Linked DNA regions of Sus scrofa: region 2 is linked to region 1. The links are chromatin contacts, called in public Hi-C maps. All regions are on one chromosome and are shown on one strand. Each heading gives the region's core, a stretch centred on a gene start, on an enhancer-like site or on the middle of the called end of the contact. The rest is flanking DNA. Distances are from core to core; before and after follow the strand shown. Region 1 holds the start of MAP4K4 (mitogen-activated protein kinase kinase kinase kinase 4). Region 2 holds the start of CNOT11 (CCR4-NOT transcription complex subunit 11).

Region 1 (5,587 bases), core at 1,060-3,559:
CTTCTAATTTACTTCACCAGCACTCACACCCACCTTGACCCGAGAAGACACAAACAATCCAACTACTGTGTAACCAGGTCAAAACAAGTTCTGGCTAACTCACTTGGAAGACAACACTCAACACTCAGATTAAGCCAGAAAAACTGGGTTAGAAAAAAACTACCGGTGCTTAAACAAACACTGGGGCTCCGGAAAATGTTTTTAAGCCAGTGAGCAGACCACTCGGGGAGTTGCAACACAATCTTTTCCATAATTTTCCAAAGGCTTCCAAATTCAGTTGAGCCCAGCGGGCTGCGTTAACAGGGCTCCCTTTCAAATTCAAAAATCTGGCTGAGGCCCCAACTGTTAACCAACAAAACACATGCTAATTCACTAGAGATCACCTAAGAATACAGACTCAAGTTCAGGCCACAGGCCAGTACACAACCCAGGCCAGTACACAGCCCAGGCCAGGGGAAGCTAGGGCTGGGGAGAGGCCTTGGAGAAGCAGATAAGCCCTATTCACAAAGCAGAAAAGAGACAATAGGATCCACACTTAATTTGGCCTAAGAAAACGGTCTACAGTCAGCTTCCAACCCCCCCACACACACTCCCTCCCCCCCCTGTCCATTTTTAATGAGACAATGACAATTCTTCACAGCCAACCACAAAGCCCTGCTTCATAAGATATTTTTTTTCTGTCCCAATCTTGTACCCAGCTACAACACTCTAACAGGCTACAAAACACCCCCAGTGCAGATAACTTTGAGAAAGCTGTTCAGTAATAAGAAACAAATCAGGACTGGGGAGAATTTCACATTTGTTTCAAATTCTCAAGGCTTCCCCCTCAATTACCTACAGCTAACCCTCATTTCCAGAACAGCAGGGCTAGTCATATCTGGTGTCCAGGAAGTCTTCAGATTTGTTAGTTTCATTTACTGTTGGGGGCAAGTGGGGGGAGGGGGTGCTGTTAGAGAAAGACCTGGGGTGGGTGTGAAATCTGGGCATCCTCTTTGCTCAGAGGCTCTGCCTCTTTTCTGTTTCAATTACACACCTGTCAAACAGGTTATTCCTGGAATTTAGAGTGCATAATCCTCACACTGTAATTCTTCCTGCTCCTATTGCCCAAACACACATCCCTCCTGACTCCCCAAAACATGTACCCGTCAGTAGAATGTATGGTAGTTATGGAGTACTCCCAGGTAACACCACCAAACTCTGCTCCTCATTGAGCGCCTGGCCAGGATTCAAACGAGGAAACACGAAGACGATTCTCAAGGAGGCCAAAGCAGTGGTTTAGGATAATCACAGGCGAGGCCTGCCTATCCAGAATTTTAATTAACACACAAACTCAGAAGGCCAGATTTGGGAGAGACAGGGGGGAAAAAAAAATGTAGATTGATGCAAAAATGCTTTCCCATTTCCTTGAAAAAAAAAAAAGAAAAAGAAAAAAAAAAAAAGGTGCATGCCTAAGAGTGGAGCTTATTTCCTTATCTGAGAGCCAAGAAATGAGGTCTTTTAAGGCCAGTCTGAATATAAACTCTGCTGAAAACAGCGGGACGGCGAGGCCGGACCCCTCTTCCAACTTCGGCTGAGCCTCCGGGCGGCGGCGTGTCCAATCACCCTCCCCGTCGTCCCCGGATCAGAAGTTTCAACCCGTCCCCGGGAAACAAAGGAGGCGCCTGCACCGACCTTATAGACTTGTCCATAGGTGCCATTTCCCACCACTTCCACCAGCTCGAAAATCCCAGCCGGATCCTAAGGAAGAGAGGAGGATGGGTGAGCGTTGGAAAGCAGCACAACAATGAATAAAAGAAGCGGGGCAGCGGGAGAGAAAGGGCGGTGACCGAGGAGGTGGGCTTCGCCCGGCGCGAGGTGGCCGGCAACTGGGGGCCGCGATAGGGGCCCGGGGCGCGCGGGGTCGGGGTCCGGGCGGCGGCGCAGGCGGAGGGTCACGCCCCGGACCCCGCACACGCCGACTCGGGCAGACAAAGGGGCCGCCGCGCCCGCGGATCTGCCCACGGCGGCGCCCGAGCGCCCGGCCGGCCAGGGCGCGGCCCCGCTCCCGGCTCCCAGCGCCCCGCTCCCGGTCCCCCGGCCCCGCGGCGGCCACTCACCCGAAGGGAGGACAGGTCTATGTCCACCAGACTTTTCGCGGGGGAATCGTTCGCCATTTTCCCTTCTCGTCACCCCCAAATCGACCACAATCAATTCGTCTCTGGTGTGTCTCTCGGAGTCGCAGGCCCGGCCGGGTGGCGCGGGCCCGCGGGCGCGGCCGGGGGCGGCAGGCGGGAGCAAGCTCGGGCGCCGGGCGGCGGGCGGCGGCGGCGCTCACTCCATGGCCGGGGCGGCCGGCAGGCCCCCGGGCGTCGCCCGCGCCTCAGGCCCCGGCCCCGCGCCCCGCCGCGCGCCTGCACGAGCGGCCCGGAGCAGGGGCCGCGGCGCCGCCGAGAGTGGAGCCCGGAGCGCGAGGCCGCCAGACAAAGATGACCAGGAGGCGGAGGCGGAGGCGGGCGCGAGGCGGGGGGCGGGGGGCGGTGGCGGCGGGGAGGAGGAGAAACGGGACACCGAAAAGAGATTCTGAGGAGAGCCAACAGCTCCCCCTTTCCTCCTCCGGCAGGAAAAGCGGGCGGAAGCGCGCTCGCGCCTGGAGCCGGGCCGGGGGGGGGGGTCCGCGGCGCGGCGTGAATATTCAACAGGGGTGGGGCCCGGACAAAGGCCGCGCGGGAGCCGGGGTCTCGGGGCGGCGCGGGGGAGGGGGAGCACGCCCTTCCAGCACCCGCGACAAAGGCAAAGCGACCCGGACCCCCGGGCGCAGGGCCGGCCGACTCCTCCCTCCCGGAGCCCCGCCCCGCCGCGCCCGGCTCCGCCGCGATCCCCGCGGAGGAGGGTCCTCCAGGCGCCCTCGCCCCCGCTCTTCCCATCCCCTCCCCCACCCCCGGGTTCTAGTCGCTTAAGACCCTCATTTCCGGTTTCCCTACCTGGTTTCCTTGTCCTTTCTCTCCTTTTCCAGGCTACACCGAGGACCTGGTTAGGTTCGGGATTCACGGAGCATCATTTGTTTTGGCTGCCCGGTCCGGAGACTTTCGCTGGAAACTGAATCTCAAACAGCTCCTCTAATTGCCTTGTGTTGAGTACCTCGCTCAGTAAAGGTGAGCACCGTATTGGGAGCCAGAAGTGTTAACCCAAGTTTAGTGCCTAGAGATCACTGAGGATCCATCAAAGCTGGCTGCTTCCGGCAGCTTTGGCAGCCAGGCAGCAGTTAGGCAGTTTCATCCTATTAAACAAGAATATATGGTCTGCCCAACGGTCATTTGTGTCACATCACTCCACTGACAAAAACTTTCCGTGGCTTCCTATTACCTGCCAGACTGTGAATACAAGTTCTCAAACGTGAGCGCACCTTTGGAAAAACACTGACCGCCGACCCCACCTCCGGAGTCTGCAACGGATCACACTTTGAGAACTGGAGCCGCACTGGATGAAAACCCAAGGCCCTTCCAGAAAGGCTTCACAAACACGACCATCATTATCTACCAGTTCTTGGTTTACATGTAGTATCAATTTAATCTCTCCTTTAGCCCTAGGATGATGTTATCCTCATTTTAGAGAAGAGGAAACTCAAGTACTGAAAGAGAAGGAATTTTTCTAAATTCCTTAAAGGCATTTAAGCCTGGAAGTGGCACGGGGATTCTCACTAGCCTATCCCCAAAATCCAAATCTCTGACTCAGCCAAATTAGTCTTCTACCCAGAATGTTTAGCACTCTCCTGCCTCCCAACAGTTTGGTTTCCAAGATTTTCCACTATTGAGAATTTCTCAACAGGCTAAAATATCTTCAGGGAGTCCTAGAATCCATTGGTTAGGAAAATCGTAGTAGCCAAAGTCTCCCTATGAATTTAGTAGTGCTTTTAAATTATGTTGTTTTTTAATCTACCAACAGCAATGGAATTATCTATGAGTATAAATAATTTACACAGAGTTGGACTGGTGCACATATGACCTTTCAGACCATAGTACTAGTAATAAGATTTTAGGAGTTCCCACTGTGGCACAGTGGGTTAAGTATCCAGCTGCAGCAGCTCCGGTCACTGTGGAGGTGCAGGTTGGATTCTTGGCTCCACTGGGTTAAAGGATCCAGCGGCATTGCCGCAGCTGTAGCTTAGGTCAGAGCTGCAGCTCAGATTCAATCCCTGGCCTGGGAATTTCCATATGCCATGGGTTGGGCTATAAAAATAATAATAATAATTTAGTCGTATTTACTATTAATAATAGGTAACACATATGGGGTCCAAACAATGTGCTAAATCCTTTACATATACTATTTGATTATTCTTCACATTAGTCCCAAATGGTAGATACTCTTACTTTTCCCACTTTACACATTAGGAAACCAGCGTCCAAAGAAATCAATTGACTTGCTTAGTATTCACAGCTGAACCTAATGCAGAAACATACAGGCCCCCCAAGCCAGCCTCTGTCCATGGGTTCAAGACTCAATCCTAACCTCATGACACTGAGGCCCACCTCACACCACGCCCTTTGCCTAACCAAGTTCTCTTCATCACCTCAAGATCAATTCAGAAACCATCTCTTCCTTTTTCTTTTTTTCTTTTCGGTCATGCCCACACGGACATTCCAGGACCAGGAACTGAACCCTCTCCACAGAAGTAACCAGCGCCCCTTCAGTGAAAACACTGGATCCTTAACCCACTGCACCACCAGGGAACTCCAGAAACCATCTCTACAAGCTTTCTCTAAATCTCTCTCCCAAGCTGCTGTTTCCCATATCACCATTGTGATGGTTATTTCCCACTTTCAGTTCAGTACCTTTTCTTAAGTTCTTGCCCCAGTGCAAGGCACTGACTTAGCCACTGCCCAAGATATAGGAAAGATCAGGACAGCCTACCTTCAGACAGCTTATAATCTGCTAATGGGTGTAAGACTGTTTCATAAAAGCTATAGTTAAAGGAAGAACAGGATAAATTTTTTCTAGGGAGTTCCTGTTGTGGCGTTGCCATGAGCTCTAGTGTAGGTCGCAGACGCAACTCAGATCCCAAGTTGCTGTGGCTACCCTGGAAACCTCCATATGCCTCGGGTGGGTATAGCCCTAAAAAGACAAAAATAAATAAATAAATAATTTTTTCTAGATGGAAAGAACACTAAACAGGCCTACTGGAAAGCATGCCAGACTAGGGGCAAAACTAAACGGGGTTGGAACCTACTTCTATAATTTATCAGTTACGCAAGCTGGCACGTGTTCCCTAACTTCTGAGCCTCCATCATTTCCTCTTCCAGACACTAGATAAATATAGGGTGAACACAGTTAAGAGGCCATCTCCAGAGCACAGGCCAGGGCACTAAGGCCTGGAGAAAGGAGATAGAATAAGTGTTGGGCTAGGAGACGCTCTAAAGACTTGGCATCTAATGGTGTGTTTAGACAGAGGTAAAAGATACGCTTGTGGTCCAGAGCCTTGTTCACAGTTAGGAGGATGCTGTCACAAACAGGAGAAAAGATGGGAGTTCCTGAATGGTGGTGGCAAAGGAAGGTTTGGTTTTTGGACCCTGCAGAGTTAGTGAATGTTTCATGCAGAAGCAGCACACACCTG
Region 2 (5,538 bases), core at 162-2,661, 430 kb after region 1:
AACCGGCTGCCTTTACCTCTTGGCTCCCTATATAGCAGCCCCCTACCTAAGGAGTGATCTGCCTGTCTTACCACCGCTGAAGGACCCTACCATCAAGCTGCTTCCCACCTCTCTACCTGCCTCACCCCCTACACTGGTCCTTGACTAAGTCTTCCAGGTACCCTCACCACCATCTCTTCTGGGCCTTTCCCCTCGCCCGGTTTAGGTCTTCTCCCAAATTCAAGTCTCATAAAGCATCTCTGGAGTTTTTTTTTTTTTTTTAAAAAGGCAGCCTCCTATCAAACCCACCGATCTTCACGGAAGTTGACCGAGCATAACTTTCACATCATGTCCAACAGCCTTGGGTTTTCTAACCTAGGCCGTGAATTTGAGACTTTCTCTCCTCCGCCCCCATCGCATTACCCAAAGACCTAACAGCAAGAAGAAGGTGGCTGTGATGTCCTTAAACGCTGTTAAATGTGTTTCCGCTCAACTTCCTCAGGTTCTGAATGACTCCTAATTGACTCGTCTGAGACTAAAAGCCGGGGGCAGATCCAGTGTGTCATTACTTACAACTTCACACACCTCCGACGGGCTTGACGAGAACAAATTTTATCTGAGGCGCTAAACCATCAAGCCCCATATTACGCTGCGTGATTGGACCACCTGCATTGTTGGGAGGGATAATTTTCGGCGCCATGAAGCTGTTACTTCTTCATACTTGGTGGAAGGGGTGGGGGGTAGGGAATCTCAAAAGGCAACAATCAGTTTCAAGTGCGGGTGAAGGCCGAGAAGCTGCCAATCTCACCCTCGGCGACGCACACCTGGCCCCGGGCGTACCTGAGAGCGGCGGCCGGTCGGGTTCCTGGCCGCCGCGGGCGGGCGGCGCGGGGTTGAGCAGATGCGCGAAGCTGGCGGCGAAGGGGTTGGCGGCGAGCGGTTCGGTGCGGTACATCTCCCAGAGCAAATAGAGCGCCGTGAGGCGCTGCGCCGCGCTGGGCAGCAGGTCTGGCTGCTGCAGCAGCATGACCAGCACCGAGCCCAGGCGGAAGTGGTCGGCCTTGCTGAAGTAGTGGTGGAATGCGGTAGACAGGCCCTCGAAGGTGCTGCCGCCGCCCGCCTCCTCCGAGATAATGCTCAGCAGGCTCGAGAGTTCCTTCGGGGTCAGGCTCATCCTGCCCGCAGGGCCCCCCGGGCCTCCACTCCCCGGCCCGGGGACGCCCGCTCCGCCTCTGCCGCTGCCGGAGCCGGAGACCCCCGGGCCGCACCTGGACGCCGACCCCGCCCCTTCCCGGGTCCCTCTTTGCTCTGCGGCGGTGAAAAGCCGGCCAGACGCCGCGCTCGCCCCGCCGCCGGGCATCAACCTCACCCGCCCGCCCTGCTCCCCGGCCAGAGTGGCCCTGGCGCCGGCTCGCTCCGTCCCTGCGGCCGTAAAGCGCGCTGTTGCACGACAGCGTCGCAAACAAAACACACCGAGAAACCAGCCGGCCGCGGAAAGGGCAGCGCGGAGCCAGAGCGAGGCTGCTGGTGCCGGGCCAGGGAGAAGATCCCCAGACGCTGGGTGGGCGGGGCAAAGCGCCGGAAATGGGGGCGGGGCCTGAGGGAGGGGCCCGGCCGGGTCTCGCGCTGTGGGAGTCAAGCGGTGCCATAGCCCCCCCGCTGCGGCATAGTCTGCCTGTCCTCCTTCAAGAGTTCAGCCCCCAGGACCCCCCTGGGCAGTGCGGGAACGAACGGTCTCAATAAAGGACGGTGTTATTTGTTTGGAAAAATGCATGTTAGAATATGAAATCTTTTTTAATATAACACACATGGATGGTCATGCTAAAACTTTAAGTGCAGATAAGGATAACATGTTTCTCATAAGCAAAGTTAATTTTTAGACTTACACTCCTTTTTAAAGAAATGGAATCATACTGCACATGTACATGGCTATTTTAACAAGATCTCTGGAAACTTAACAATAAACATTTATATACAAAATTGTTGTGCAACTTTTTCTTTGGCTGCGCTGTGGCAAACAAAAATTCCCAAGCCAGGAACCAAACCTACTCCACGCCTGATCCTTAACCCACTGCACCGCGAGGGAACTCCTGCTTTGCAACTTCTTACCTAGTCTGCCCTAGGTCGCTCATTCTGGGCCTTAGCTGTGCACTGGAAGTTTCCAGGAATCCTTTACAAATCCTGGCCCTAATGGCCAGGTATGAACAAACAAAAAGCAAAAACAGAGGTCCTGTCCTGGCTCAGGGGAAACGAATCTGACTAGCATCCATTAGGATGCTGGTTCAATCCCTGGCCTCGATCCTTAATCCCTGGGTTAAGGATCCAGGGTTGCCGTGAGCTGTGGTGTAGGTCACAAATGTGGCTCGGATCTGATGTTGCTGTGGCCGTGGCATAGGCCAGCAGCTACAGCTCGGATTCGACCCCTAGCCTGGGAACCTACATACGCCACAGGTGCAGCCCTAGTAAAATTTTTAAAAAGCAAAAACATCTGCCCAGGTGACTAGTGTGCACTCCAGGCTGGGACCCACCAAGTGGCTGGTCCCAGACTTGCAAGGTTCCTCCCTAGACCTACAAAACCCTACAAGGATTTCAACTAGCAATTCCCACCAGGCCAGTTGCAGAAATCCAGTCTATGCTGAAAAAAATGATAGCAGCTCAGTGTTGTGGCGCAGCGGAAACAAATTCTACTAGGAACCATGAGGTTGCGTATTCCATCCCTGGCTTCCCTCAGGGGTTAAGGATCCAGTGTTTCTGTGAGCTGTGGTGTAGGTCACAGACGAAGTTCAGCTCCCACGTTGCTGTGGCTGTGGCTGTGGCTGTGGTGTAGGCCAGCAGCTGCAGCTCTGATTTGACCCCTTGCCTGGGAACCTCCATATGCCGCGGGTGTGGCCCTAAAAAGACAAAAAAAAAAAAAGTTACCTAGTTGAGCGCCACCTTAATTTGAAAGTAAAATTGAATAAAGAGAAATTGCTAGGCCATCAAAATGCATATTCCAAAGACTTCTTCAATTTACTGTTAGATCTCCCCCTGGAAAAGCCCTGCCAATTAACTAACAGCACCAGATTTAACTTGCTAATGCTTGGATTCTTGGGAAACTGATTCAAATTATCGTGAAAATACTATCATTTTTTTTATTATAGTAAATAAATTTTATTGTGTTTGAGCCATCTAAAATTGTGAGGTTAGGGAGCGCCCTTGTGATGCAGTGGGTTAGTAATGCTACTGAAGTAGCTCCCACCATGGCTCAGTGGGTTAAGGACCTGACATTGTTTCTGTGAGGATGCAGGTTCGATCCCCCAACCCATTCAGTGGGTTAAGGATCTGGCATTGCCGTAAGCTGCAGTGTAGGTTTCAGATGCAGCTCAGATCCAATCTTGCTGTGGCTGAAGTTCCAATTTGACCCCTGGCCCAAGAACCTCCATATGCTGCAGGTACAGCCATTAAAAAAAAAAAAAAAAATTAGACTGCAGCAGCTCAGGTTGCTGTGGAGGTGTGGGTTCGATACTTCGCCCAGTGAAGTGGGCTAAAGGATTCAGCGTTGCTGCAGCTGTGGCTTGGATTCAAACCCTGGACAGGGAACTTCCATATGCCACGAATGTAACCATAAAAATAAATAAATAAATAAATAAATAAAATACAATTGTTACATCTAGGAGTTTCCTTGTGGCTCAGGAGGTTAAGGAACTGGGATTGTCACCTTTGTGGCCCTTGGTTACAGCTGTGGTATGGGTTCGATCCCTGACCCAGGAACTTTCACATCCCAAGGGCTGGCCAAAAAAAAAAAAAATCTTGTGAGGTCTGTTTGTTACAGCAATTAGCCTGCATGCATAGGTTTTATTGGTTTTTTTTCCTAAGTTATTTCAAAATATTGAACATTATGAGCCCCCTGAAACCAAAACCAAATAAAAACAAAAAATACAACTAAATATTTTTCTTATCTTAGGAGCATTTTCAAAATTAGGATGATGCTAAAAAGAAAAACACAGGAGTTCCTTGGTGGCCCAGTGGGTTCAGGACCTGGCATTGTCACTATAGTACTCCAGGTGGCTGCTGTGGCTCAGGGTCTTTGTGGCAGGTTTCCTCATTTTCCTCTGGGGAATGAAGAGGACATACAGGTGCTGATCAAGAAATTCGTGGTTAAGACTACTTTTCTAGGGGAGAATGAAGCTTCAGGTAGGTTAGTGGTGTGGCCTAGCAGAAGAGACTCTATCAGATGCCTGTATTTTTCTTTCTCTCTCTTTTTTGCTTTGGCTGCCTGTGGCATGTGGAAGTTTTTATGGGCTGGGTAATTTCCTAGGCTAACAAGCTGGAGGATTATTCCAGCTATTTCTGGGGAGAGGATGGGTATTTTCAGGAATTGGGCCACTGTCAAGGCACCTGTGGGCATGTCCTCTGCATGCTAATGTATTACAATGACCGCATAATGAGGTACAAGGTCCCCTGGAAGTCCAACTTTCTGCTATCTTGGGTCTAATCAGTTCTCCCCATTATTAGGGTATCCTCAACCGTGATGCCATTCTTTTAAAGTTTGTGCCCTGCCCCCTTTCCTCCTGTTTCAAAACTGTTTTAAATTCTTTCCAAAGTGGATCACTTGTTTCCCATTCTCTTTAGGAGGATACAGACACAATTTCACCTTGCTATCATTATAACTAATGATATTGATAGCTCTCAAACAGTAACCACCAGGGCCCGGGAGGCAGAGAGAACTCTTCACCCTACACAGAGTGTTCTCCAATTGCTATACTTTTATGGGTTTTTTGGTCTTTTTAGGGCCGTGCCCGGGGCCTACGGAGGTTCCCAGGCTAGAGGTCGAATCAGAGCTGTAGCCACTGGCCTACACCACAGCTCATGGCAACACTAAATCCTTAACTCAATGAATGAGGCCAGGGATCAAACCCATATCCTCATGGATGCTAGTCAGATTCGCTTCCACAGAGCCATGACGGGAATTCCCTATATTTTTTAATTATTGTACCTTTTACAGTTTTGCTATTTTTCACCCCTGTTGTTACTCTCCCATGAGAGTAAGTCTTGCAGCTGGGGTTCATACAAGAATGATGTAGGTTAGAGGGCAAGTGGCTGCTGAAAACTTGATTTTTGTGACACTGCTTTATTTATTTATATTTTTTAGAATTTCTTCTCAGATTTTTTTTTTTTTTTTTTTTTTTTTTTTTTTTTTTTGGCTGTGCCTGCAGCATGCTAAAGTGCCAGGGCCAGGGATTGAACCTGCGCCACCACAGTGATAACTCCAGATCCTTAACCTGCTGAGCCACCAGGAAACTCCTGTTACTGCTTTGGAAACTTTTCTGGTCATGTGCTCCTTCCTAGCTGACTTGCAGGGAGCTGAAGTTAATGGATATTTAGCTTTCAAATCTGAGCTGAAATCTTGCCAAATGTCTGCTCCCTTACTCCATTTTCATCCTTGCATAGAAATCCACATGCTTTTCTCCCACCACTCTCTTTGTCTCTTTTCTGGGCATTACAGCAAGGGATTTTCCTTTCAAAAGTGCTTGGAATGTGTATTCCTTTGCTAGGGCTGTCCTAACAAAATACCATAGG

The links. A called contact is a pair of places that touch in the nucleus more often than the background predicts.
Region 2: a Hi-C map of liver shows a contact between it and region 1, with 4 times the contacts expected there. The contact joins the promoter of CNOT11 here to the promoter of MAP4K4 in region 1. A contact is called at or near these places in 1 of 5 promoter capture datasets (fetal liver) and 1 of 47 Hi-C or Micro-C datasets (liver).

What each region holds. Positions count from the first base shown.
Region 1 is chr3:52,647,171-52,652,757 of Sscrofa11.1, forward strand. MAP4K4 (mitogen-activated protein kinase kinase kinase kinase 4) reads right to left here and starts at 2,310. Exons shown (of 29, transcript XM_021087163.1): 1 at 2,097-2,310; 2 at 1,672-1,737. The coding sequence starts at 2,153. It overlaps LOC106509759 (a long non-coding RNA gene), which reads left to right and starts at 1,475. Exons shown (of 3, transcript XR_001307587.2): 1 at 1,475-1,758; 2 at 2,993-3,131; 3 at 4,621-4,799.
Region 2 is chr3:53,079,904-53,085,441 of Sscrofa11.1, forward strand. CNOT11 (CCR4-NOT transcription complex subunit 11) reads right to left here and starts at 1,412. Exons shown (of 7, transcript XM_003124884.6): 1 at 820-1,412. The coding sequence starts at 1,339.